Linked DNA regions of Mus musculus: regions 2, 3, 4, 5, 6 and 7 are each linked to region 1. A link is a contact called in public ChIA-PET, Hi-C, HiCAR-type and HiChIP or PLAC-seq data. All regions are on one chromosome and are shown on one strand. Each heading gives the region's core, a stretch centred on a gene start, on an enhancer-like site or on the middle of the called end of the contact. The rest is flanking DNA. Distances are from core to core; before and after follow the strand shown. Region 1 overlaps Gm35330 (a long non-coding RNA gene). Region 2 has its middle 89 kb from the start of Gm40659. Region 3 has its middle 9.8 kb from the start of Gm40660. Region 4 has its middle 110 kb from the start of Gm46401. Region 5 has its middle 59 kb from the start of Gm40659. Region 6 has its middle 140 kb from the start of Gm46401. Region 7 has its middle 47 kb from the start of Gm40660.

Region 1 (3,192 bases), core at 195-2,694:
TTTCTACTTATTATCTATTGGTGTACATTCATATTTACCTGTTCATATTGATCTGTGTGGAAATGATACAACAAAAGAGCATTTAAAAACAACTTATTTATTTATGATTGGTGTAAGTTTTCTTTTAGCCTCTAACCACTTCTTCAAAGTCCACCAAAAATGAAGGCCAAGAGGCAGTGAACATATCTCAGTTGGCAGAGTACTTGCCTAGCACGCATAAAGTCCTGAGTTCAAACCCTAGGACTAGAAAGCCAAGCATTTCACAGTGCTGATTCTAGAAGTTGGATGAATAAGAAGTTCAAGTGATCCTAGACTACCAAGTTCAAAGGGCCATGTAAGACTCCTTTAAAATAATAAAAAACAAATCACCAAATAAACCAACAAAAGCTTTAAACAAAGCCAAATCTAGGACCCCTGTCTTAGTGCATAGACAGTTAAAATAACAAAGCATCAGTGTGTGACAACGGATGTCTTATCATAGCATCTCATGCTGACTGTTAATTCGACAGATGCTTGCTGAAGCTCTGGTAAATATCAGGCATAGGAATTCTCAATATCAGGAATTGAGAATTCAAAAAAATCCATTTCAGGTCCTCGAAGAAGCCACATGACTAATCAGTTGAGGTGAAATATGTGTCTTTCAAATATAATAAGAACTAATTGCCAATTCTGAGAATACTGAAGGCTGCCTAGGTCCCTTTCCAAGAAGCATGTTATCTGATGAGCATGTTTATTCTCTGGTCTCTGGTGTCCAGACCACATTCTCTAGGGCTTTTCCTTCACAGACAATAACAGTCTCCAAGGGATTATCCTGTGTGTATATTTGTGCTTTTCAGTGTCTGCCATGGCACTCTGTGGCTCTGTGATGTAAACACTTATCTTCAGGTCATGTGATTTGGTCTCCTCAGAGCCACAACATTGTCCTGGCAACAGCTTTGATAGTAGGGTAAGTAAACTGATTTATAGACTCTATCTGAAGCAGCACACATCAGGAACATTTATCATATTCTAGATGTAGTTGTAGATGAAGTTGACCTAGGTAGTTCCAGGGAGGCAAACATTTGAAATGAGTCCCGGAAACGTTTTTCATCTTGAATTGGCATTGAAATATACGGATCGGATGTCTTGGCTTATGTCTACGGGCTGTTCATAGGGTTAATTCTATTATGGAATGGCACTATTCTGTTTCTCTGCCCAGTGTGTCTAAAGTTACCTTCTGTAATGGGTAGTATACAGCTTTGGCCACCAGATGTAACTGTCCCTGACTTGAGCCGTAACAATAGCTCCAACCTCACTTGCGAAGAGCAACCAAAACAAGCTGAGGAAAACGCTTCCTTGCCGAAAGAACACGTGTTCCAGAACGCGAGCTGCAGCAGACAGGCTACGTTCTTCTGCAGTTGACATTCTTTCCCCACTGACTTATTTTTACTTTCTGTTTGACTTGGCTTGCTTTTCTTTTTCCCTAAACGGTTTCTTCAGTCCTTCCTCCCTGGTAGGGTTTCCAGAGTGAAAGTCCTTTCTGCCCACACTTCGCAGAACTCAATGCAGACTCTTGTCCAGGGTCACTTGACGTCAAGGCTGACTTTTAAGTTTGCCAGAAAGACGATCTTTAGGGAACAGTTGACACCATCACTTTCTCTCTTTAGCATACAGCTACAAGCTGCCGAAGTTTATAGTTTACAAATTGCATTTCTAAACAATTTAATAAAAGGAAGACAAGAGGAGACTTTGAACACTGACAACTAACTCTTTTAAAAGACTTTTAACATCAGCATGTGTTAATTCATTACTCACTCCTCTCCCTCTCTCCTTGAGTTTTAAAATGCTTTAAACATTCCATTGCTTTTAGAATGCATACTTAAAAATCATTTATTTCTATCCCCTGAGATCATTCTATATTGTTTACTTTGTATGCTTGGATGATGTGCCCTCTGGATCTTAATAAAATCTACTTGAAAGCTTACATTGTGCTTATTTATAATTTTGAGTCTGTAGAAATTTCTCCGTTTAACAATAACTTTCTTGACTCTGTTCTCTGACATAAAAAATGGTTCTTGAAACCTTCTCTCTTCTCTTACTATTTAATCCATCCCATGACACCTTTTCCCCCTCCCTTTATTTTTTTTAACAGCCTGTCACTGAGTATTTGTTTACCAAATGTTACTTTTCTTGGATAAAATCTATTTTTGAGGCCTGCAAAAGCCAACAACTGTTTGATGCTGTCAGGCTTCGCTTTTATTTATGCATGAATAACATAAATAACTTGAAAATGACCCTAGCCTGTTTTTCTCAGATTTAGAGAGAGAGAAAAAAGTGCTTCCGGGCAATGTTTATGCCAAACCTCCTCATGCCAACTTTCCGGTTTTGGTGCCAACTGGTGTTTACAGCCAAGTTGTAAACCTTTGGTAAACACGACCCGTAATAAAAAGGCCAAGACAACCTGAACCAGGGCACTAAGGAATGGGTGTAAGTTTACTCTAAGACCAAAATTCTAACAGGAACAGAAGTGGGGAGTCAGCCAACTATGAAGTGCTCTCTCCAACCCACTGTAGCATGGAGAATACACAAATGATGGGTTTGTCTGCTAAGATCCCATTAACCCCACTTAGGCATTTTATTGGTTTCCTTTGCCACTGATTCAGAGAAGCCCAGTGATAAATTCAAAGTACCAGCTTTTATGTTGCCCAGTGGTTTGTTGTTGTTTGTTTGTTTGGTTGGTTGGTTGGTTGGGTTTGGTTTTGAATGTAAACTCTAACCAGGAGTAGAGATAAGAGCCTTAGCCTTGAGATGCTGTGTTATGTTGATAAGGACTGGCCAGAGTGCTTAAGAAAGAATCAATAGGCCCTTTTAAAATAAATTCAGAGATACCCATCCATGCCTACATTTTTTGAGTATGATGTATTCTGTATGTTGTTTATAAAACGCAAAGAAAAATATGTTCTTTATTATTTTTATTATTACTATTACTGCTACTAGTAGTACTATTCTCTCATATATCTCATTTATTTCCCCCTTCCACCCAGTCTTCCCTCCTTTCCCTTCTCCAGATCTACTTCTCCATTTCCCTTCCGAAGAGGGCAGGCCTCCCAGGGATATCAACCAAAGGTGCCATATTCAGTTGCAATACTATGAGGCACCTCCTACTTTGTTAGGATTCTATTTAGTGTGTGTGTGTGTGTGTGTGTGTGTGTG
Region 2 (3,610 bases), core at 358-2,857, 370 kb after region 1:
GGAATAAAATACCCATGGAAGGAGTTACAGAGACAAAGTTCAGAGCAGAAACGGAAGGAATGGCCATCTAGAGACTGTCCCAGTTGGGGATCCATCCCATAAACAACCACCAAACCCAGACACTATTGCATATGCCAACAAGTTTTTGCTGACAGGAGCCTGATATAGCTGTCTCGTGTAAGTCTATGCCAGTGCCTGGCAAATAAAGAAGTGAACGCTCACAGTCAGCTATTGGACGGCGCACAGGGTCCCCAATGAAGGAGCTAGAGAAAGTACCCAAGGAGCTGAAGGGATTTGCAACCCCATAGGTGGAACAACAATATGAACTAACCACTAACCCCAGAGCTCCCTGGGACTAAACCACCAAAGAAATCACATGGTGGGACTCGTGTCTCTAGCTGCATATGTAGCAGAGGATGGCCTAGTTGGTCATCAAAGGGAGGAAAGGCCCTTGGTCCTGTGAAGGTTCTATGCCCCAGTATAGGGGAATACCTGGGCCAGGAAGTGGGAGTGGATGGGTTGGGGAGCAGGGGGAGGGGGAGGGTATGGGGATTTTTTTTGAGGGGATAACTAGAAAGGGGGATAAAATTTGAAATGTAAACAAAGAAAATATCTAATAAAAAATAAAGCTATACACTATAAAAATTTAAATTGATATATGATGTCACAGCTAGCTTATACATGTTAATATGCATCCAACTGAGAGAATGAACTACTAAAATGTCTCAGGTAAACAGAATTGACACAGTTCAGAAAAGCGTTTTGCTGGATTTGTTAAGTCCCCTTTGACTAGACATGTAATTTGTGGGAGGATGACTATTTGAAATGTATGTTCATATCTACAACTATTTTTCTGTATTAATGGAAAGATATATTTTTATTTAAACTGTGAATTAAAAAATGATAAAACACAAATATAAATGTATGTATATTTATTTATTTATAATGGTAAAATTTAGGAGTATTTAAGCAGAACTAAGCTACTGAAGACACATTTTAAAAGATCAAAGCTCTGCAAATAAACACACATGATAGCCCACACATGTGTCTTCTTTCAAAGTGAGTCTGGAAGCCAAAAACACTTTTGTAACTGTAAGATCAAATATATTTCTTGCACCAAAACTCATTCTGAAAATTGTATGTTGGTTATAAAAACAACCTGTTATAGAGAAGCAAACTCAGGAGGAGCAACTGCCTTGATATTTTAAAGGTGAACTTATGACAGCCAAAACCTGGAGCAGGAAGATTAAAATGCCTTTAATTTGATCATTCTTTGCCTGCAAAATGCCACAGACATTATTGGTTTTGAAAGCTCCGGAAATATGTCCTGATGCTTTCAAGCGTCTCATCCTTCTCAGTATACTGAGTATTTCTCGTCCCTTCTTTCCGATGCCCAGCTCCACCAATGTCAATAAAGCACACTGTCTGCTTTAGTCTGGGAACCATTCACTCTCTGCACTGTCTTCTGCACTCTGGCCGAGATAATGCATCTGGGTCTCCTTAGTGATATTCTGAACACATTTTTGCTCTCTTCCACCCAGAGCACATACTTCTGGTGGAATTCCTGTTGTGTGGGAGGCCAGCTAAACTGCATTCACACACTGGCACTCCCAGATGTGTCCTTGCTGGATTTATTCCAGTCCCTCTGTCTCAGCAGCCAGACATGTGTTGCTTAAGTCTGATCTTCAGTATCTGAGCCTGACAACCACAGGAGCCTTTGTGCTGTTTATTTATTTGATGGCTGTCTGTCTCTCTCTCCCTTTCTCTCCCTCTCTCTGTCTCTCTCTCTCTACCTGAGTGCGTGTTTCCTTCTTTTATATGTTCTTGATTCCTTCTTTTCTATTAAAATTTTAAAAATGTTTGTTTCCAGGACAAAAAAAGTAAGACTTTTAATGGCAGCCAGGAGATGAGATGAGATGGTGTTTGGGTGTTTGTTTTAGTTACAGGAAGGTCACTACAATTACAACTGCAGGCAGACACCTGCACCATCTGTTTTTGTCAATAAGCCTTTCAAAAGAACACAACACACAGTCATTTCCCATCAGGATGTGTTCTTTCAGACCTGTGAAGAACATTGGCTCACCTGGAACATGACTATTTCTTGAAAGATTTTTTTTTGCTATATTATATGATGGTAAGAATTGGTTGTTAAATGTGAGAGTGGGTGGGTAGGGGAGCAGGACAGGGGGAGGGTATAGGGAACTTTTGGGATAGCATTTGAATTGTAAATAAAGAAAATAGCTAATAAAAAAGGGGGAAATGAGATATATAAAAAAAGAGTTGGTTGTTTGTGAGGAAAAAAGAAATCTTGTCTCAAGTTAAAAGCTTGAATCCCTACTCTGTCTCTCTGTCTGTTCCCGAGTCTGTGTCTGAGTGTGTGTCTGTGCCTGTGCCTGTGTCTGTGTCTGTGTCTGTGTCTGTGTCTCTGTGTCTGTGTCTGTGTCTGTGTCTGTGTCTGTGTCTGTGTCTGTGCCTGTGCCTGTGCCTGTGCCTGTGCCTGTGCCTGTGCCTGTGCCTGTGCCTGCCTGTGCCTGTGCCTGTGCCTGTGCCTGTGCCTGCCTGTGCCTGTGCCTGTGCCTGTGCCTGTCTCTGTCTCTGTCTCTGTCTGTCTCTGTCTCTCTGCCTCTCTCTGTCTCTCTGCCTCTCTGTCTCTCTGTCTCTCTGTCTCTGTCTGTCTCTCTCTCTCTGTCTCTCTCTCTCTGTCTCTGTCTCTGTATATTAGTGATGACTGGGGAAATGGGACAGGAGTTTTGGAGAGCAATCACAGCCATCTAGCCATCACTGTTCAGGCTGATGATTTGAATACCTGAGAGAGACACGAAATGATTAACACATAATACTATAGACGGTAATGGGTATACCACTTCCTGGAAAAGACATCATTCATAGGAAGTGACCACAAGTCTTTGTCAACTGATTCCCATCCCTGGAAATATCCAGTGAGTGAAGTTCCAAAGCCTTCAGAGTTTGGTCAGGCATGACAACTCTTTATTTGTTGCTCTTAACTCTTGTGATGGACACAAAATCCAAACAATAGATGTCTGTATGCATTAGATATTTTTGTTCACATGTGATGTAAACACTACCTTTATCATTTTAAATAAGGGAAATTAAGACTACAGCTTAGCAAGAAAAGACAATACCTTATCTAGCCTCCTGAAAGTTCAACAGTTTCATTACCATATCCCACTGTATCATAGCTATTAAAAAAAAAAACAAACAGAAAATACAGGCTTTTAATATTGTGGATAGGATTGTGAAATCACAAACACCCCAGTATGTGATGAGTGCTGTGTGTAACAAAGAGGCGCAGCCGCATTTCTTCACTTTCCATCCTCAGAACAGTCTTAAATTTTAGCCTTCTCTAGAAGGATCTCCCTGATCTTGGAAGAACAAATATTCTCCTGGATTAATTATCTCGGAGGAAACAGTTTTCCAAAGGGAGCCTATCATGGATTGATTTTCTATGTTAATGAGTTATTTATTTTCTCATATATTTCTAAGTCATCTCCGTAAACATCGCTTAGTTTGAAGAAATGAGGAGTTTTTGTTTATTGTAGAAAAGCACATTTTTAAATTACATGCATTTTTTCCCTTTTTGGGTGAGGCA
Region 3 (3,292 bases), core at 766-3,265, 270 kb after region 1:
ATTTAAAAGATATGTTCAGAAATCTAACCTGTACAGAGTTGAAAGTACCCGTATTGAAGAGTTAGTTATAACACTGAAACAATAGAGTACAGGCAACCACTCTGGAAATCAGTCTGGCGGTTCCTCAGAAAATTGGACATAGTACTACCGGAGGATCCAGCAATACCTCTCCTGGGCATATATCCAGAAGATGCCCCAACTGGTAAGAAGGACACATGCTCCACTATGTTCATAGCAGCCTTATTTATAATAGCCAGAAGCTGGAAAGAACCTAGATGCCCCTCAACAGAGGAATGGATACAGAAAATGTGGTACATCTACACAATGGAGTACTACTCAGCTATTAAAAAGAATGAATTTATGAAATTCCTAGCCAAATGAATGGACCTGGAGGGCATCATCCTGAGTGAGGTAACACATTCACAAAGAAACTCACACAATATGTACTCACTGATAAGTGGATATTAGCCCCAAACCTAGGATACCCAAGATATAAGATATAATTTGCTAAACACATGAAACTCAAGAAGAATGAAGACTGAAGTGTGGACATTATGCCCCTCCTTAGATTTGGGAACAAAACACCCATGGAAGGAGTTACAGAGACAAAGTTTGGAGCTGAGATGAAAGGATGGACCATCTAGAGACTGCCATATCCAGGGATCCACCCCATAATCAGCATCCAAACGCTGACACCATTGCATACACTAGCAAGATTTTATTGAAAGGACCCAGATGTAGCTGTCTCTTGTGAGACTATGCCGGGGCCTAGCAAACACAGAAGTGGATGCTCACAGTCAGCAAATGGATGGATCATAGGGCTCCCAATGGAGGAGCTAGAGAAAGTAGCCAAGGAGCTAAAGGGATCTGCAACCCTATAGGTGGAACAACATTATGAACTAACCAGTACCCCGGAGCTCTTGACTCTAGCTGCATATATATCAAAAGATGGCCTAGTCGGCCATCACTGGAAAGAGAGGCCCATTGGACTTGCAAACTTTATATGCCCCAGTACAGGGGAACACCAGGGCCAAAAAGGGGGAGTGGGTGGGCAGGGGAGTGGGGGTGGGTGGATATGGGGGACTTTTGGTATAGCATTGGAAATGTAAATGAGCTAAATACCTAATTAAAAAAAATTAAAAAAAAAAACAAAAAAAACAATAGAGTACAGGTAATGCTAAATTATGTTGAGGGTTCAACAAGTAGAAGCTGCTGTTAATTTGATGATTAGATGATTATTAAATAGATTGACTACTGGTAGCTGTGGAACAGGCATTTGTTCTGAGGCACATCTGATGTGGTCCTTTGGGACTTTTGTCATTTTTCAAATATATTCCTAAGTGGTCAGGTTCTCAACATGGAAACGTGAACATTGGGGATCGTTACCAGCATTTTTCGTGGGCTTGCACACAGGTATGTCTATCAGCTCTGGAAGAAAAAAGTCTAGTAAAAGAAACAGAGGATTGATTCCTTGATAACTCATTGCAGGGCTAGCAGAGTCTCGCCTAAAGAATGTTGTAAGCACTCACTAGGCAGCAAAACATAGCTATCTCATAAACAAATTTGTTTTTAATTCCAGTGCTTGTTCTGTGGTATTTTTCACAGCTTGATTTTAAGCTATTTTATGTTCCTTGACTTGGGCAAGCCACTAAACCAGACTGGTCTAGCTTGCTTCATAACGTGCTTTGTAACTTGTTTTGCAGGCTCCTAAATACATATCATTTCTGAATATTCACAGAGAGAAATTTCAAGTTTTACTGGGCATACTCAGAAGAAAAAATGATAAGAATCTGTCTTGTGTGTAGCAAGATCTCAGCAAAGTGACAAATGTCCCATGGCTGTAATTCAGTCAAAGGTCCTTGGCAAGGGGTGACTTGGGTCTGGCTGGCACATCACATTTTAGTGTCTTAGCGGGTGAGGCAGAGCTTTTACAAGTGTGACCGGACTTTTACTAAAGGAAAGGCTTTACTCAAGGAAAGTTATTCAGGGAAACCTTTTACTTCTTCTTTTCATTCCAGAAACTGGAAGAGTGCTAGGGTGTGGTGTTGACTCAGTCAGTTGCAGAGTTGAGTGTGTTAATGACTAAGTCCAAGTCTAAGCTCAACAGGTCCTGACATGCATTGAGATGGAAATAAAAGCTTTATTTACAATTAGTCTCTGAATAACAATTTCAATGAGTGCCTTCTTTAATTCCCAAGACTGTGGGAATCGGTACTGAAAGCACTATTGCATCTGGGGGAAAGAGGAAAAGTGAAGTAAAGCCAAACCAAAATGGAGGCGTTCCTTTTATGCCATCCTTCTGTGCCTAGAGAAGGACATCTGAACAATGCCCACTTCTCTCTGTATTTCTGCATTATCCTATAGGACTCCTATTTTATTTTGCTTTGTTGTGATTATTATTGCTAAAATATGTTTCTATTCCAATTTAAATATTAACTAGAAATTGAATTTTTAGAAATATATTCTACTCTTATCTTACTCCAAAGGCTTGAAGGTACTTTCTATTGGTCCATGACTTCTTAAAATTCTTTGAGTCTCCACCGTGGCATCATCTCTTGCACTGTGGCTCAGAACACAAGCCAATTCTGAGATCTCCTTTCACGGGAAGCGAGGAAACCCTAACATGAGTGGCCTTCTAGGAAAAGAGCCTGGGCTTTCCCAAAGCTTTCTGTTTCTTCCCCAGAAATTGTATCACTTATAATTTTTCCAGACATCTCATTAGTGAAATGAGTCTGATATATGAAGATTCAGGATGCTGTTTTCCACAACATATAGCCTGCTACACTGGATATACTGGGTAGAACATCTCATGTGTTAGGATCTAAGTTTCACTGTGTCCTGACCACAGATTGTAATCTGAGAATTAGGGTGAAGTTGCAACTTATAAAGACAGAATGAACCTTGGTGAAAGCAAACTATATTTTCAGAGGGGCTTAGGATCCTCATATTTCTCACTGGGATAAAAATAACACTTATTTCCTGTGTCCTTGTTCTGATTAGAACAGCAGAGAGAATGTAAGAGAAAACCTTCCTCCAGATGTGACATCTAATGTTCTTGTTAGTTTATCTTGTACATAGTTGAGTCACTTCATCTCCAGGGTTTGGATGCTGATGGTCTACTTGAGATTTACCTCTCAGTACTATGTGAAAGCTATTGAATATAGTACTCACTGTCAAGGGCATTGCAAACCTGTAGATCATGATCTTGATTTCTAGCTCTGCTATTTCTCCTGTGATTTCAAGAATATGGCATAACTTCTCTAAGCCCTCTTTCTATGTTCTAAAACAGATT
Region 4 (3,390 bases), core at 594-3,093, 320 kb before region 1:
CCAAGGAGTGATGTCAAGTCTCAGAGTCTTCCTGGATCCTTTGAAAAAATGGCATTCCTGGTTCCTGTTCTTGAGATTCTCTATTGTTCTTAGAAACAAATTTTCTCAAGAGAGCATGATACATAGCCCAAAGAACTGTAGTTCTACACACACACACACACACACACACACACACACACTTAAATCTAATATGATAGTAGAGGTTTCAACTTCTTCTGGGCTCATGTTCTTCACAGATAACTACAAGAGCTACTATCTGATGCATCACTATGTTCTACTCCATAGTCTCTCAAGGTGGCCATCTTCACTGTATCATGGAACACAGTGACACCACTCCCGTCCTGTTGGATTTTTCAGAGTAGTTATGGCACTTGACTTCTATGTAACAAACTCATTTTCTAGTCTCTGTAAACTCTCAGTTCAGGTGGGGAGGTAAAATTTATCAGCTCATTACTTGAACCATGCAAAGCCTCATTTTAGTTTATTGCAACCTTTATAGTGGTTGTTGAGTGACCTTAGGAAACAATTGACAATTGCAGAACTGGTTGATATCAGCATATCTGTGAACAATGGTGCTATTGATAACTATTAGAAATCAATAATTATTTCATAAAATATATTATAAAATAATATATTGAATTAAATGATCTTATGGGACAGGTACTTTGAAAATGTAAATTAGTGATTAAATTCATATAACTTCTTAGTACTAACAAAGTACATCAAGAGCTTCTTGAAACAAAGTGCATTTGTGAAGGATTACAGCATATCATGAATAAATTATCTAAAATTGGTGTTTGTCTGTCCTTTCTGGTGGGAACTCAGGGACCACTTTACAATAGGAATTATTGTAAGTTCGAGCTAGTCAATTGTCTAAGTTAACAAACATCCATACTATATTTATTTTGGGACCTTTGAAGGCCACATTGTAGGTGTAACCAGAAGTTCTGCAATATTTGTCTTTCTGCTTCGCAGTAAGGAAGCCTCTGGTTTGTAAGAAGCTGCATAGCTACCCCGATAAAGAGCACATTCACCAGTTCCCTATAGCCAGGTTTACACAGATGACTAAGTCCCACCTACTGGGTGGGTAGGAGTAAAATTACAGCTTCCAAAAAACTTCCTTAAATGGAAGAGACACCCTCTCCTTGCCCTCCCTCCTCCCAAATGGTGGAATAGGAGTGATGACAGAGGCTCATGGAATCTCCTTGACCTTATGGAAACCACATGTCAGGAGTCCAGAGAACTGCAGGACTGTAACAGACACTCATACCAATCTTGCAGTGATCAACCAGACCTTACTTTATGGTTGGCTGTTACTCTGAGGTTTTCTATTTTCTACTTTGGCATTCCAGGTAGTTGGAAGTTAATCTGATAACACAGCCTGTGATTGTCTAGGGAGAAGGAAGACAGGAGGGAAAAATATCGGAGGGAAAAGAAAAGAAAGAGAGAATGAGAAAGAAGAGGAGGAGGGGACAAAGGAGGAAAGGGTGGAAAGGAGAAAAGAAGGAGGAAGAGGATCAGCAGAGTAAGTAGGAAACAGAAAGAGGAAGAGAAAGAGAATGAGGAAGGAGGAAGGAGAGAAGTGGAAGGAACTGAATCGGAGATTAAAATAAATAAACAAAGCCAGCAGCCATTTCTCTCTTTATCCCTTAATGGCCAATATTAAAGAAGAGTTGGTGGGGTGCGATCCAGATGTTGAGCTCGATGACTGGCAGAAAGGGGCCACCCCTGTGTCACAACCTCCATCTGCAGACAATTAATAGCTGGCTGAAACAGGTAACCAAAGGCAGCTGCTTTGGAAAAGGCAGAGGCGAATTGCTTCCACAGTTGATGTCATAACCTAGCCGGCTGCTGAAGAGCAACACCGAGGATGGAAACTCTGACGGACTGGATGGACAGTGCCTCATGGATACCAAATGTTATTGTACATTATTACTCATTGGAATGGTTTGTGGCAAAGACAAATTCTTAGAAGCAACTGGCCATATAGTCTTGTAGTCTAATAACATATGTGTCAGCCAACAGACATATGCCTTAACAGCTTTTAATTATTTCTACTGTTTGCTTACTTCTTTGCATTAAACATGACTTTAGTCTTTTACATATTCATCTGAAATCTCCATTCTCTTACCTTGGTTATCACTTCTCTGTTAATTGCTGCCAAGTCTGTGGGGAAATTTTTTTTTGCAAAAACAATCAGCCTTTCTTCAGGCCGAACAGCTCCATTTACCTTGAACTTTTTTTTTTTTTCTCTTCTATTCATAGTTTCTGCAGATCTCTTTCCTGGCAAGAGCGAAGTTTCGACTGCTTCTGCACCAACTTGTCAGTTAACTCTATAGCTCAAGTGTAACCCTGTTTTACAATGATTGCCCTGGCAGCTTGGCAGTTTCACTCACAGGTGTGTCTCAAGGGCAAAGTCATCCCTGGTGTTCTAGGTTTAACCCTGTTAATCCTATATAAGATTATGCAAAGGGGTTGTGCTGGGCGTGCTATTGCTCTTGCTTGGATTTAATACAAATAGCCTGCCATTGAAGAGGAACAAAGGGATTTTTGATGTGGCTCATCATTGATCCTCATTGGGATAAGGCAAGGCACAAACTCTGAAGCTACTCTAAGTACAAACATTTTCTCCCTCCCCTTTCCTGCTCTCTTCTCTCTCTCACCACTTCTACTGTGTGTGTGTGTGTGTGTGTGTGTGTGTGTGTGTGTGTGTGTGTGTTTGCAAGGGTGTGAGCATTAAGTGTAGAGCCAAAGGTTGGCAGTAGATATATTCCCCGAGTGTTCTTTGCCTTGAGGTCTCTAACTGACCCTGAATCTCACTGCCTCAGCTGGACTGAGTGGTCAGCTAGCTCCAGCAATTGTCCTGTGTCTGCTGCACTCTAACACCGTCATTACTGAAACATGGCACCATGCCCAATCTTTCATATGGGTGCTGGGGTATCTGTACGAATGCCCTCATATCTGTGTGATGTGACAGGCACATTTCCAGCTGAAGCCTTTCCCCATCTCTGGAAATGTCTCTACTTGATACTCCCCATGAAGCAAAGAGACTTAAACAGGGAAGGAAAAACAATCTTAGATAATAATTTGACTGAAACTCTCAGGCGTACCTTACAACGTGTTCTTTGTATGTTCTCATCAATCATGGATATGTCATTACCCTTGGAAATTAATAGCATGGGTTCCATTCACTCTTAGACTAATCCTGTGACAAAACTGTTATGACTCATTAAAAAAATTAAAACCCCATGCACAACCCAAAATACCCATAAATAATTTAGAATAATCATGTGATGGACAATGCAGACATATGGAGAATCATGTACTTTTTATAAGATAGGCTCAGGAATGCACCAAAAGCCAAGATGATGGACGATTCAGGCTCCTTTG
Region 5 (3,342 bases), core at 233-2,732, 400 kb after region 1:
CCTACTGGAAAAGGGTAGCAATCTACATGTTCCCATGACTCTTTTATAGTGGAATTCTAAGGGCCTTGTTTCTGTCATACTACATTAGCAGCATGGTCAATGGCAAGGGGATTATAGAATTCATTGTCCTTTCAGATCATCAGTATGTTACAGTTTTGCCTAGGGAGCAGCAGGGTGTTGTGCATGAGAGATTGCCAGTAATTTAAAATTTGGGCATGATCTTTTTGTATAGAAAGTAATAGACAAGTAAAGAAAAATTAATTTCAATGGACAGGTAAATGCAAGTCATTATTTATATGTAACATGTATTCTTTGAATGGCTACAAGATTCTATGGAAGAGTGCTAAATGCACAAATTTACTCTGGGTAGTTAAAATTGGGCTTGTCACACACATATATGCACATGCATGAGTGCACACACACACACACACACACACATACACACACACACACACACACACACACACACACACACACACTCACAAACATACACACCCTAACCATTCATTCTGACGCCTATGGGTTTTATCTGATGAGCACTATTGAGTAAGTGCTACCAATGTGAACTATAATGTACACAAAGAAATTCCTTAAAACTGAGCATACCACAGTTAGCTGCAAAAGTGTATTTAGTAATTAGATTAGGTGTGTGTTTTAACTAGCTTCCTGTTACTATAACAAATAACTACAATGATCAACTGTTTGGATCCCAGGTAGGGAGTTTCCAATGAATGTTTCATTTACCCATTGTGTTGGATATGTGGTCAGGTAACACACCCTAGACAGAAATGGGCAGTGGAACAAAGCCAAACACCTCAAAGCCTGAAGAAAAAGAAGTAATGAAAAGAAGTGAAGAACCCACTGTCTCTCCAAGGGAACAATTGCATGAAGAAAAATACAGTTCTCTAAGTGTCATAAATGTCAGCATTTTAAGGCATGATAGATAATGCTTGGGATCAAGCCTTTAACATATGGGTCTTTTAAGATGTTCTACATTGAAGATGTAGCAATATATGTATATGCAAACACATCTTTCTGTAGGTATATGATTTGTCTTGTACACTCTTATGAATGTGTCTGTGTGTGCATGGGAACTCACACAACGTCAAACCCAAACTTTCTTTTTGAGTATCTTAAAGGGAAAGTCATATACTGTAGTGACAAAGTAACTTGTTTCTCAGTACCACTTTTGTAACATCCTGCAGATGTGCCTACTTACATATTATGAGCTGAAGAGGACCATGTGGTCGATGACACATTTGAGAGCTCAGTACAGACAGCTTCCTGATTAGAATCATTGCCAAGTTTTTAACAACAAGAACTCCTTTTGTGGGTAGTGGGTCTGGTAATGCCTTTGTGGAATTCCTTCTAGGCTTTTCCTCTGTTTCTTCATGGAACTTCTGTTGTGGGCTGGGTGAAGCTCGCATGCACTGAACCTAGGAGAAGCTTTCAGGGGTTTCCTGTGAGGGAAGACTTTTATTTCTTGGTATATGTAGTCATATACACTGGGGCTACAGCAGCTCTGGGCAAAATCCCTCTACTGCTATACTCATAGACCAGAGAAACTTCCAAAAGACATTGTATTGAATTATCAAAGAAGAAAAATAAGCAGGTCTTCCCTTGACATAACTGTTGCTTGGTCTTTCTGTTACATTTTATGAGATTTGGTGTTTTTAAGAAAATGGAGAAATCTTTTGTAAGCAAGAGAGGGGTGTGTGAGTTGGAGTGCTTGCCAACATCACCTCCTAGTCTCCATTAAGTACTCCGAATGTTGGGGGCATTCCAAGGGGCCCATCTCCTTTATACAAACTTTGTTTATCATAGGGCTTCCTCTGTGAAAGAATTATGTTTTGTTCTCTGTGCTATTCGAATAAAAAGTGCTGGCTTCACCATTCAGCTGTTTCACACAATTTAATAAAAACAACATCAACAATTCAAACAAACAATAAAATGAAATGGGAAAATCTTTGAAGATCTGAGAATAAGAGTTTAACAAAAGTGTTAGGTCCTTTGAAAATTAGATTATTAGCCTTCAATAAAGTGTTATCATCTATGCAGAAAATAAATATGGCCACCCTAGTAAAATATAGTTTGGAGAGATGTTGTTACAGCAACCAGCACACAGTTTGTATTTCAGATTATTATATGTACAGTTGGAATTATTTTTGTTGGTTGTTATTAAAAACAAAAAGGAAAAGGCCTGGAGATTCTAGCTTAGTTCAGTCAGTAAGATGGTTTTGTAGCATGCATGAAGCCCTGGGTTCAGTTCCCAGGTTTTCAAACACCAGGCATGGTGACTGAAGCCTGTCATCTCCAAACTCAGAAAGTGGGGGCAGGAGGATTAGGGACACACTAGGAGTTTGAGAACATCATGGATACAACAAAGACTTTTCCAGAAAAGGTGGTAGGTTGGCAGAGAATGACAAGGCATGACAAGACATGAAAAGTTTAACTAAACCAAAATACATTATCAAAGTGATATTTTGAGAATATAATAATTACTAATCATTTGAGCTTCAAAGAACCAAGGCTTGATTGGTCAGGACTCCCTGTTTAGAAGTTTTTATTTGAGTAGACAAGGAAATCTTTTCTTTATTTTATTGAAAATGATCAATCACAAAATTCAAAACTTAAAAAATTGTAAGTTAAGTTTAAGGGCTTATTACGTATTACCATCCTTTATTCCTTCATTTTCTTGGTCAGGGCTCGGGGACAGAGAGCTGGGACTTCATGTGTGCTAAGCAAGGGTTGCAGCATTGGACCTTGTCTTTAGTGCAATTTACAGATATTGTCTAGTAATTAAACTGTGGAAAACCTAGCATTACTTATTAGAGTGAGAATTCTTTGTATTTTTGAAGGATTTAATTTTTTTGTATATTAATGTGCATAAGTATGAACTTATGTTTGCATAACTTATGTTTGTGTGTGTGTGTGTGTGTGTGTGTGTGTGTGTGTGTGTTTGAGAAATTCAGAAAAAGGGTGCCAGACTCCTCCGAAATAGAACTGCAAGTGTTTGTGGAATACCCAGCTATTATGTCTTTGTAGTACTAGGAGCTACATGCTAGTCATCACGACTGTATAGTAACAACTGAGCCATTTCTCCATCCCTGGTTTTTAATTTTTTTGGGCCAAGGTGTTGTTGCTATGTCATTTTGGCTGGCCTTGGAATTGTATGTCTTATTCCTAATATTTCTGATTGCAAAGATTACAGAAAATACCAACATTCATACCTTAGTAGAAATTTTAAATTTGAGGAAACTTGCTTGAAGTAGGCAGGTTGTTACATGCATTTAAATAGGGGTGAAAGAAAGGATAACAATAGGCTCTCATCCTAAGGATTCC
Region 6 (3,327 bases), core at 764-3,263, 350 kb before region 1:
TTTGTCCTGTCTCTTCCAAATCAAATAATCATTCCAACTAATCAGGATGTTTTTAGATGCTTGGAATTTTACTATGTAATAAAAACCTAACATAGTCTATTCCAAAGAATACTTGAGTAGACACGTCGCATATCCTTGTACGCAAGGTGAAGTCAGAGGTTCCCAAAGACTGCACAGTCAGTTCTAGGCCAGCCTGACCTGTGGGGGATTGTGGAAATCCACCAAAGTGTAGCATTCAACGAAACTCAAACAGTCAGCTCCAGAAAATGTCAAATGAAGGCCTGGGGCTGAAACTCAGCAGCAGAACACTTACCTACCATGCCTAAGGCCCTAGGGTCAAGCCTCAACCCTCATTAAAAAAAGAAAAAAATCTGTCTTAGTTATGGTTATTATTGCTGTCATGAAACATCATGATGAGAAACAAGTTGTGGAGGAAAGTACTTACTCAGCTTAGACATCCACATCATCATTCATTATTAAAGGAAGTCAGAGCAGGAACTGGAACAAGACAGAAACCTGGAGACAGGAGCAGATGCACAGGCCACGAAGAGATGCTACTTACTGGGTTGCTCCTGGGGCTTGCTCAGCCTGATTTTTTTTTTTTATAGAACTCAGGACCACCAGCCTAAGAGTGGCCCCATCCACAATGGGATGCACATTCACCCATGCATCACTAATTAAGAAAATACCCTATAGGCGTCCCTACATCCTTATCTTATGGAGACATTTTCTCAACTGAGGTTCCTTCCTCTCAAATGACCCTAGCTTGTGTCAATTGACATAAAACTAGTGAGCACAATGTCAGATAATTACCTGGACACAAGGCCAGGCATCACTATACTATTGTAGGAGAACAGAAGACCATAGAGCTTACCCAGCTCCTGCTTGACCATGTCTTGACGGTATAAATAACATTTATTTAGTTACATTTCTCTTTCTTTTTTGTCCTTCTCGGAATCACAAAATTGACTTTTGGAGCCCTGTGAATAGGGAAGTTTCTAGAAGGGCAGATCAGCAAAATGTGAGCAGAGGTACACACACATGCTGCTTGTTGATTGCTGACATAAAAAGGCCATATCCTCTTCCTTCAACCCTACTTTCCCTTCAGGAACGACCATGGAGTCTGGTATTGAGATCAGAGACCACAAGAAGCTTCCAGGGTAGTGATTCACATCTTAGAGAATCCAGTCTTAGCCAGCAACCCATACGGACAACAGATATTCTCTGAGCAAGAAATAAATGTCAGCTGTAAGGTCTTGAGATGAACTTCATACAGAAACATAACCTGACTTAACTTGAAAAGCCCTCACTCTAAAAAGCATTTTTCTGTCTGAAAAGCCCGTTATTAGATATGTAAAACGCAACCAATGCTCACAGCCTTTTCTAAAATGTACATTGCACAGTTCTCAGAGAGATAAAAGGAAGTGCTAGTGGAGGTGGGGAGGGGGGTGGGGTGCGAGGCTGGGCGTGGGGCAAGGATGCCAGTTCCCCGAAGGGAAGCAGCCAATTCCTCCTCACCCCTTGCCTTCTGTTAGCTCCACCTTGCTTGTACCCATTGTGAAAATCAGGCTTCTAAAGAAGATCTTACCTTAACGAAGTGCCCCTCCCCCCAGCTTAGAGGCAAAAGCTTAGAACAATTGGATTAAATGATTCCAGCTGTGGAACTCTAGCCTATGTGCAGTCTCACGTGTGCCTGCTGAGTAATTTGCTGACTGCAAATTCCTGTAAATCATGTAAGCTTCTGCCAAAAGGCCCAGATACACTGGGACATCCCCTGTCTGGCATTGCATCAGATGACCTTTGGCATCTGAAACACTTTTGTTTACAAACTGTGATCCTTTAAAATGTATTGAGTGATTAAAACCTGACCGAATTGGGGAAAGATGAGCTGAGAATTAACTTAGGGCTGGAGATCAGTTTGTTTGTTTAGTTCCTTGCATGATCTTGGCCAGGAGGATTCTGACATTACTTGGACTCCTGCAGCAAAGAGCGGGCTATCTGCCAGTCTTAGGAGTGAGTTGGAAAGCAGAATTGGTGTGTGCAATGTGGTCCTCTTACAACATTGCTGTCGACTTGGTATTCTTCTGTGAAATCCATCTGGAATGTTTGCAAAAGAAATGTGCTCTTTGCTGGGTTATTAATGAGAGGGCAGATTGACACCATTATTGTGATGGGCTTTATTAGCCAGCGTGGTGGTGTTTTCCTTGCAGAGTCTCAGCTATCTGAAGGTTAACTATGCAAGTGCATGTTGGCTGACTGGCGATAGCCTGTAATTCTTTCCTATTAGGCAATTTAAGCATTCTGCTCCCACTCCAGCCAATGCTTAAGAAAGCCCTAAAGGATGCCAGCTATCGACTTTAATCAGACATCAGAGCTTAACCTAATAAAAAATTGCTTTTGGGCCATGCATAATTAAATGAGCATATTTAGAAGTCAAAACACTGTATTTTCCATGGGAAATAATATTATTATAGTGATAGAAATATAAAATTATGAATTCCACAGCTGCACTAACATGCATGTCCTAGACGTAAACAAATAGAGAGAGAATTAATTTTAAATTTCCTTAAAATTTCCGGTGCCTGGTGAATTCTAAATAAATCCAAACCATCCCATATTAGAAAGGAAGTTTTTTGTGTTATTTTTTGTTGGTATGAGTTACATTGTTTTCTTTGTTATAATTCACTCAAAATGTGATTAAAAAATGAGTAGGCGGTAGCTATTACAACTAACAATATAACCTGGCATCGGATTTGATAAGAGAGAGAAAGAGAGATGGGACCTACTATGTAATTTCATTTACAGTAAGTGGTCCAAAACATCCTCACTCACAAAAACACATAGAGCATAAAATGGTTAAGTACCAGAAACCCAGGAGGCTACAGCCCCCTCCCCACAGGGGACACATAATAATGTAACATACAAATAACTCTTGTCCAGCAGGGAAACATTTCCCAGCAACACTCCACCTGGAAAGATGTCCTCTTCCCTCCCAAAGGCTACATTAAAAATCCTTTCCTTGAAATTCTCAACTAACTACAGTGAGAATAGAAGGCATTTTGAGGCTCACATACCTTTTCTACACTCAAACATTTTATTGGATAATTGGGGGAAGAAGTTTAACATACTGGAAGAACACTCATGTATTTATTTGTAGGTTAATTGTCCACAAGATCCTAGGCAGAAAGATGGGTCAATAGAGCCTACAAGGCCAGGAAATAAAAGAACAGTATGATGGCAAAGTCTCAGTAAAACTTTCAACATGGTCATGACTCCATACTTCTATGACAACTGGAGCTTTGAGGATTGCCTGGTCAATCTTTATAA
Region 7 (3,605 bases), core at 88-2,587, 310 kb after region 1:
GTTATGCCTCCATTTTCATTTCTGATTTTGTTAATTAGGATAGTGTCCCTGTGCCCTTTAGTTAGTCTGGCTAAGGGTTTATCTGTCTTGTTGATTTTCTCCAAGAACCAGCTCCTGGTTTGGTTGATTCTTTGTATAGTTCTTTTTGTTTCCACTTGGTTGATTTCAGCCCTGAGTTTGATTATTTCCTGCTGTCTACTCTTCTTGGTTGAATTTGCTCATGTGTCATGACCTCAACCTTTAATGATTTTAACACTTTGACTTACAATATAAAGTTAATTCCCAAATACCTACAATTTCTATATTATATAATTTATACATTGGTCAAAGAAAGTCACTTAAACATATCAAAATCATAGTAAAATGACTAGTTTTACTTTATTGGCAATTGGTGACTGCAACAGTTAATCCAGTCCTGAAATAATTTTTATAAACTCCTGCGTGTATGTGTCTGTCTCTGTGAGTGAAGGAATACTACTGACATAGTACGTTGGTTGAGATGAAACACCATCCTTGGATGTCATCATCTTTCAACTTTCTTTAGACAGACACTGCACACACTAGGTTACCTAGCTCATGAGCCTCCATAGATTCCCTTGTCTTCCACTCCCATCTCTCATTAGAAGGGCTGGTAATACACAGAAACATGCTTCTATTTCTAGCTTTGTGTGAATTTTGGAGATTTTTACTCAGATTTTAATCCCCCTGTGGCAGGTCCTTTTACCCACTGGGGTTTTCCCCTAGCCCTTTGAAATTATTTTCAATAACCATGAAGTAACATAAGATTGATAAATCAGGTTGAGAATAATCAGTGAAATCTCTGCTTATATCTTATTCCTTCTAATTCATACACACATTGTTTTACAGATATCCCTCCATTAGAGTCTCCTGATAGCTGTGCATTGTCCATGTTTCATAGGGGAGAAGAGGCCTCCAACCTATGTCCATCAGATATATTCTTGGCTATTCAACAAAATCTAGTAAAGCTATTCCCCAGGGGACAGTGAGTGCTGGTAGGGTCTCCTGCCAGAGATGTCTGTACTCACTCTGTTCTTGGGAGACACTGATTTACCTATAGGATTCTAGAAACTAGAATTTGAGAAAATATAAACTTCGTGCTGTGGAGTTAAAACTGTGCCAAGAGAACAATATACTGGTATGTATATGGAGCTTTTGTGAAACCTCCCTATAGAACAAATTAGCATGACAACTACTGAACTTCCTCTAAACCAAGTCCTTTTTAGGCAAGGAAACCAAAGTTCAGAAAGGTTGCTCCAGTCACTTCTGATCATACAGGCCAGTTGTGAAGTGAGAGGCTTTTTCAGTTCAATGTGCTTGTTATCACACAAGGGCAGGAAGTCGGTCATATATACGAAACCACTTTACTTTCCATCAGATGTGCTTTCTGCTTCTCTGAGATTCAGGTAAAAGGAATGAACCTTAATGTAGTAAGCACTTATTCACTAGCAAAATCATTTAGTGGCAACTACTGATCCTTTGAGGGAAAAAAAAAGTCATCACTGTGGTTACATCCACTCAACAGAAAGGTGCACTTGGACTGGGTGACAGGGGGATGTGTAGACCATCAGCTTCTGCAGGAAGTGCTTAATGCTGTTATTTACTAGGTTACAGTAGCACTCACATGAAACGAAGAATCTAAAGCTCATGAGAAATTTGCAGTGGCGTGCCTTGTAAAATGTGCTGGGAGCAACCTAAAGGAAAGAAAAGTTATTGAAAACTGGGAGTCCAGAAAGCAAGAGGAGTTCTTTTTTTGTTGAAAATAGATTTCCTATCCTGTCTTTTTTTTTCTGTTATTCCAAATGAATTTGCAAATTGCTCTTTCTAACTCTATTAACAATTGAGTTGGAATATTGATGGGGATTGCATTGAATCTGACGATTGCTTTTGGCAAGATGGCCATTTTACTATAATTAATCCTACCATTCCATGGGCATGGGACTGAGCAGAGACTGAGCAGACAGTGTTCAGAGCAGAGACTGAAGGAAAGGCCATCTAGAGACTGCCCCACATGGGGATACATCCTATATACAGACACTAAACCCAGACACTATCACAGATGCCAAGAAGTGTTTGCTGACAGGAACCTGATATAGCTGTCTCCTGAGAGACTCTGCCACAGCCTGACAAATACAGAGGCAAATGTTCATAGGCAACCATTGGACTGAGCACTGGGTCCCCAATGGAGGAGTTAAGAGATAAGGCTGAAGGAGCTGAAGGGGTTTGAAATGCCATCGAAAGAACAACAGTATCAACCAACCAGATTCCCCAGAGCTCCCAGGGACGAAACCACCAATCAAAGAGTACACATGGAGGGACCAATGGCTCCAACCTCATATATAGCAGAGCTTGGCCTTGTTGGGCATCAATGGGAGGAGAAGTCCTTGGTCCTATGAAGACTCTAAGCTTTAGTGTAGGGGAATGCCAGGGTAGGGAGGCGGGAGGGAGGGTGTGGGTTGGTGGGTGGGGAAGCACCCTCATATAAGTCAGGAGAGGAAGGATGGGATAGGGGATTTCTGGGGGGAGGGGGGGGCGACCAGGAAAGGGGCTAACATTTGAAATGTAAATAATGAAAATATATATATAAAAAAATAAAGCAAGAGGAGAGGATGGGGCTTGGCTCATAGCTCAGTAATAAAATGCTAGGCCCACAAGCATATGAGCTTCAGTGCAAACCCCAGTGCCAACTTAAAAACAAACAAACAAACAACACATAAGAAAACTAAGCATGTTTGCAATCTCTTGTAATTTTAGCACTGGTGAAGGTGAAACAGGGGAATTATGGGGGCTTTCTGGCTACCTGTCTAGATTATTCAGGCAGCCCCAAACCTCAGTAAGAAATATAAAATATGATCTTATTTCTCAAAACAATGCAGATCCCTCCTAAGCACTAATATCTGAGATTGACCTCCAACCCCATACACATAGATATACCCCCATGCCACACAAACATACATATCCACACATTCATTTGAAAACACACACACACACACACACACACACACACACACACACACACACACACTCAGCGACCTGCAAGGGAAGTGGGTAAGTTAAATTCTGAGATAATCAGAAATGATATTTTTCCTCAGTGCTCTTATTTAGTCCCATATCTTAGGTAGGCAGGGGCATATTCTTGAAGACAGATAGGGAATGCTCCCTCTTCAGGCATGAAGTGGTTTATCTGTGTGGCTGAAAGTATGTGACAGAGAACAATCTTTTTACGGGATCTTCATGCTCTCTGTCCATCTTTGTGTACTATAATGTTATTTCACTACTCATGGACAAATATATTTTCTAAGAGGGTATCAATTCAATGTTTAAGATGATTCTTCAGGTGGACTTTTAGAAACACATAAACAAAGAAGGTTGAAAATTTCAATGTACTAAGCCCTCTTTCAAATAAGTACAAAAATTTTTGTTTAAATAACTCATGGCAGACAAGTTTATACGTCCTCATTGCTTGCCCATTAAGTCTATTTTCTCTGATTCTGGTAGCCCTACCATAAACAAGTTGGAGGGAGGGGGGGCTTTTTACCAATTCCAAACAGGCCTTATGCTGAGAAATGAGTAATAACTTACTTCTC

Evidence for each region. A called contact is a pair of places that touch in the nucleus more often than the background predicts. ChIA-PET counts read pairs in DNA pulled down with a chosen protein or histone mark. HiCAR-type assays count read pairs that join an accessible place to other places. HiChIP or PLAC-seq counts read pairs in DNA pulled down with a chosen protein or histone mark.
Region 2: a Hi-C map of embryonic fibroblasts shows a contact between it and region 1, with 4 times the contacts expected there. The contact joins two enhancer-like sites. A contact is called at or near these places in 1 of 15 datasets of contacts at CTCF or cohesin (the NIH/3T3 cell line), 7 of 484 Hi-C or Micro-C datasets (the C2C12 cell line, embryonic fibroblasts, myocytes and 2 more) and 4 of 115 datasets of contacts at active chromatin or transcription factors (CD8 T cells, the NIH/3T3 cell line, embryonic fibroblasts and 1 more).
Region 3: a Hi-C map of bone marrow-derived macrophages shows a contact between it and region 1, with 28 read pairs. The contact joins two enhancer-like sites. A contact is called at or near these places in 7 of 484 Hi-C or Micro-C datasets (bone marrow-derived macrophages, epidermal suprabasal cells, large pre-B cells and 2 more) and 5 of 115 datasets of contacts at active chromatin or transcription factors (the 230-238 cell line, bone marrow-derived macrophages, embryonic stem cells and 1 more).
Region 4: a contact with region 1 is called in a HiCAR-type map of fibro-adipogenic progenitors, with 2.4 times the contacts expected there. The contact joins two enhancer-like sites. A contact is called at or near these places in 1 of 15 datasets of contacts at CTCF or cohesin (the NIH/3T3 cell line), 1 of 484 Hi-C or Micro-C datasets (the C2C12 cell line) and 1 of 115 datasets of contacts at active chromatin or transcription factors (fibro-adipogenic progenitors).
Region 5: a BATF HiChIP or PLAC-seq map of CD8 T cells shows a contact between it and region 1, with 7 read pairs. The contact joins two enhancer-like sites. A contact is called at or near these places in 3 of 484 Hi-C or Micro-C datasets (Th1 cells, embryonic fibroblasts and stem cell-derived neural stem cells) and 3 of 115 datasets of contacts at active chromatin or transcription factors (CD8 T cells, Th17 cells and bone marrow-derived macrophages).
Region 6: a Hi-C map of uterus shows a contact between it and region 1, with 5 times the contacts expected there. The contact joins two enhancer-like sites. A contact is called at or near these places in 3 of 484 Hi-C or Micro-C datasets (liver and uterus) and 1 of 115 datasets of contacts at active chromatin or transcription factors (CD8 T cells).
Region 7: a contact with region 1 is called in an RNA polymerase II ChIA-PET map of memory CD8 T cells, with 28 read pairs. The contact joins two enhancer-like sites. A contact is called at or near these places in 1 of 15 datasets of contacts at CTCF or cohesin (CD8 T cells), 3 of 484 Hi-C or Micro-C datasets (the C2C12 cell line, CD4 T cells and Th1 cells) and 3 of 115 datasets of contacts at active chromatin or transcription factors (CD8 T cells, large pre-B cells and memory CD8 T cells).

Annotation. Positions count from the first base shown.
Region 1 is chr13:5,712,608-5,715,799 of GRCm38.p6, reverse strand. The region is part of intron 1 of Gm35330 (a long non-coding RNA gene); the gene reads left to right. Among named protein-coding and RNA genes, the nearest start is that of Gm35330, 10 kb to the left of the region's middle. Within about 2 kb of position 1,444, at least 178 of the 459 cell types and tissues checked have an H3K27ac peak or open chromatin away from gene starts, as enhancers often do. A contact at or near this core is called in the C2C12 cell line, CD8 T cells, Th1 cells and 8 more, where this site is marked.
Region 2 is chr13:5,346,103-5,349,712 of GRCm38.p6, reverse strand. No RefSeq gene overlaps it. Among named protein-coding and RNA genes, the nearest start is that of Gm40659, 89 kb to the right of the region's middle. Within about 2 kb of position 1,607, at least 80 of the 459 cell types and tissues checked have an H3K27ac peak or open chromatin away from gene starts, as enhancers often do. A contact at or near this core is called in the C2C12 cell line, embryonic fibroblasts and uterus, where this site is marked.
Region 3 is chr13:5,443,769-5,447,060 of GRCm38.p6, reverse strand. No RefSeq gene overlaps it. Among named protein-coding and RNA genes, the nearest start is that of Gm40660, 9.8 kb to the left of the region's middle. Within about 2 kb of position 2,015, at least 40 of the 459 cell types and tissues checked have an H3K27ac peak or open chromatin away from gene starts, as enhancers often do. A contact at or near this core is called in bone marrow-derived macrophages and tail fibroblasts, where this site is marked.
Region 4 is chr13:6,028,079-6,031,468 of GRCm38.p6, reverse strand. No RefSeq gene overlaps it. Among named protein-coding and RNA genes, the nearest start is that of Gm46401, 110 kb to the right of the region's middle. Within about 2 kb of position 1,843, at least 67 of the 459 cell types and tissues checked have an H3K27ac peak or open chromatin away from gene starts, as enhancers often do. A contact at or near this core is called in the C2C12 cell line and fibro-adipogenic progenitors, where this site is marked.
Region 5 is chr13:5,316,566-5,319,907 of GRCm38.p6, reverse strand. No RefSeq gene overlaps it. Among named protein-coding and RNA genes, the nearest start is that of Gm40659, 59 kb to the right of the region's middle. Within about 2 kb of position 1,482, at least 9 of the 459 cell types and tissues checked have an H3K27ac peak or open chromatin away from gene starts, as enhancers often do. A contact at or near this core is called in CD8 T cells and Th17 cells, where this site is marked.
Region 6 is chr13:6,058,512-6,061,838 of GRCm38.p6, reverse strand. No RefSeq gene overlaps it. Among named protein-coding and RNA genes, the nearest start is that of Gm46401, 140 kb to the right of the region's middle. Within about 2 kb of position 2,013, at least 100 of the 459 cell types and tissues checked have an H3K27ac peak or open chromatin away from gene starts, as enhancers often do. A contact at or near this core is called in liver and uterus, where this site is marked.
Region 7 is chr13:5,406,358-5,409,962 of GRCm38.p6, reverse strand. No RefSeq gene overlaps it. Among named protein-coding and RNA genes, the nearest start is that of Gm40660, 47 kb to the left of the region's middle. Within about 2 kb of position 1,337, at least 19 of the 459 cell types and tissues checked have an H3K27ac peak or open chromatin away from gene starts, as enhancers often do. A contact at or near this core is called in CD8 T cells, Th1 cells and memory CD8 T cells, where this site is marked.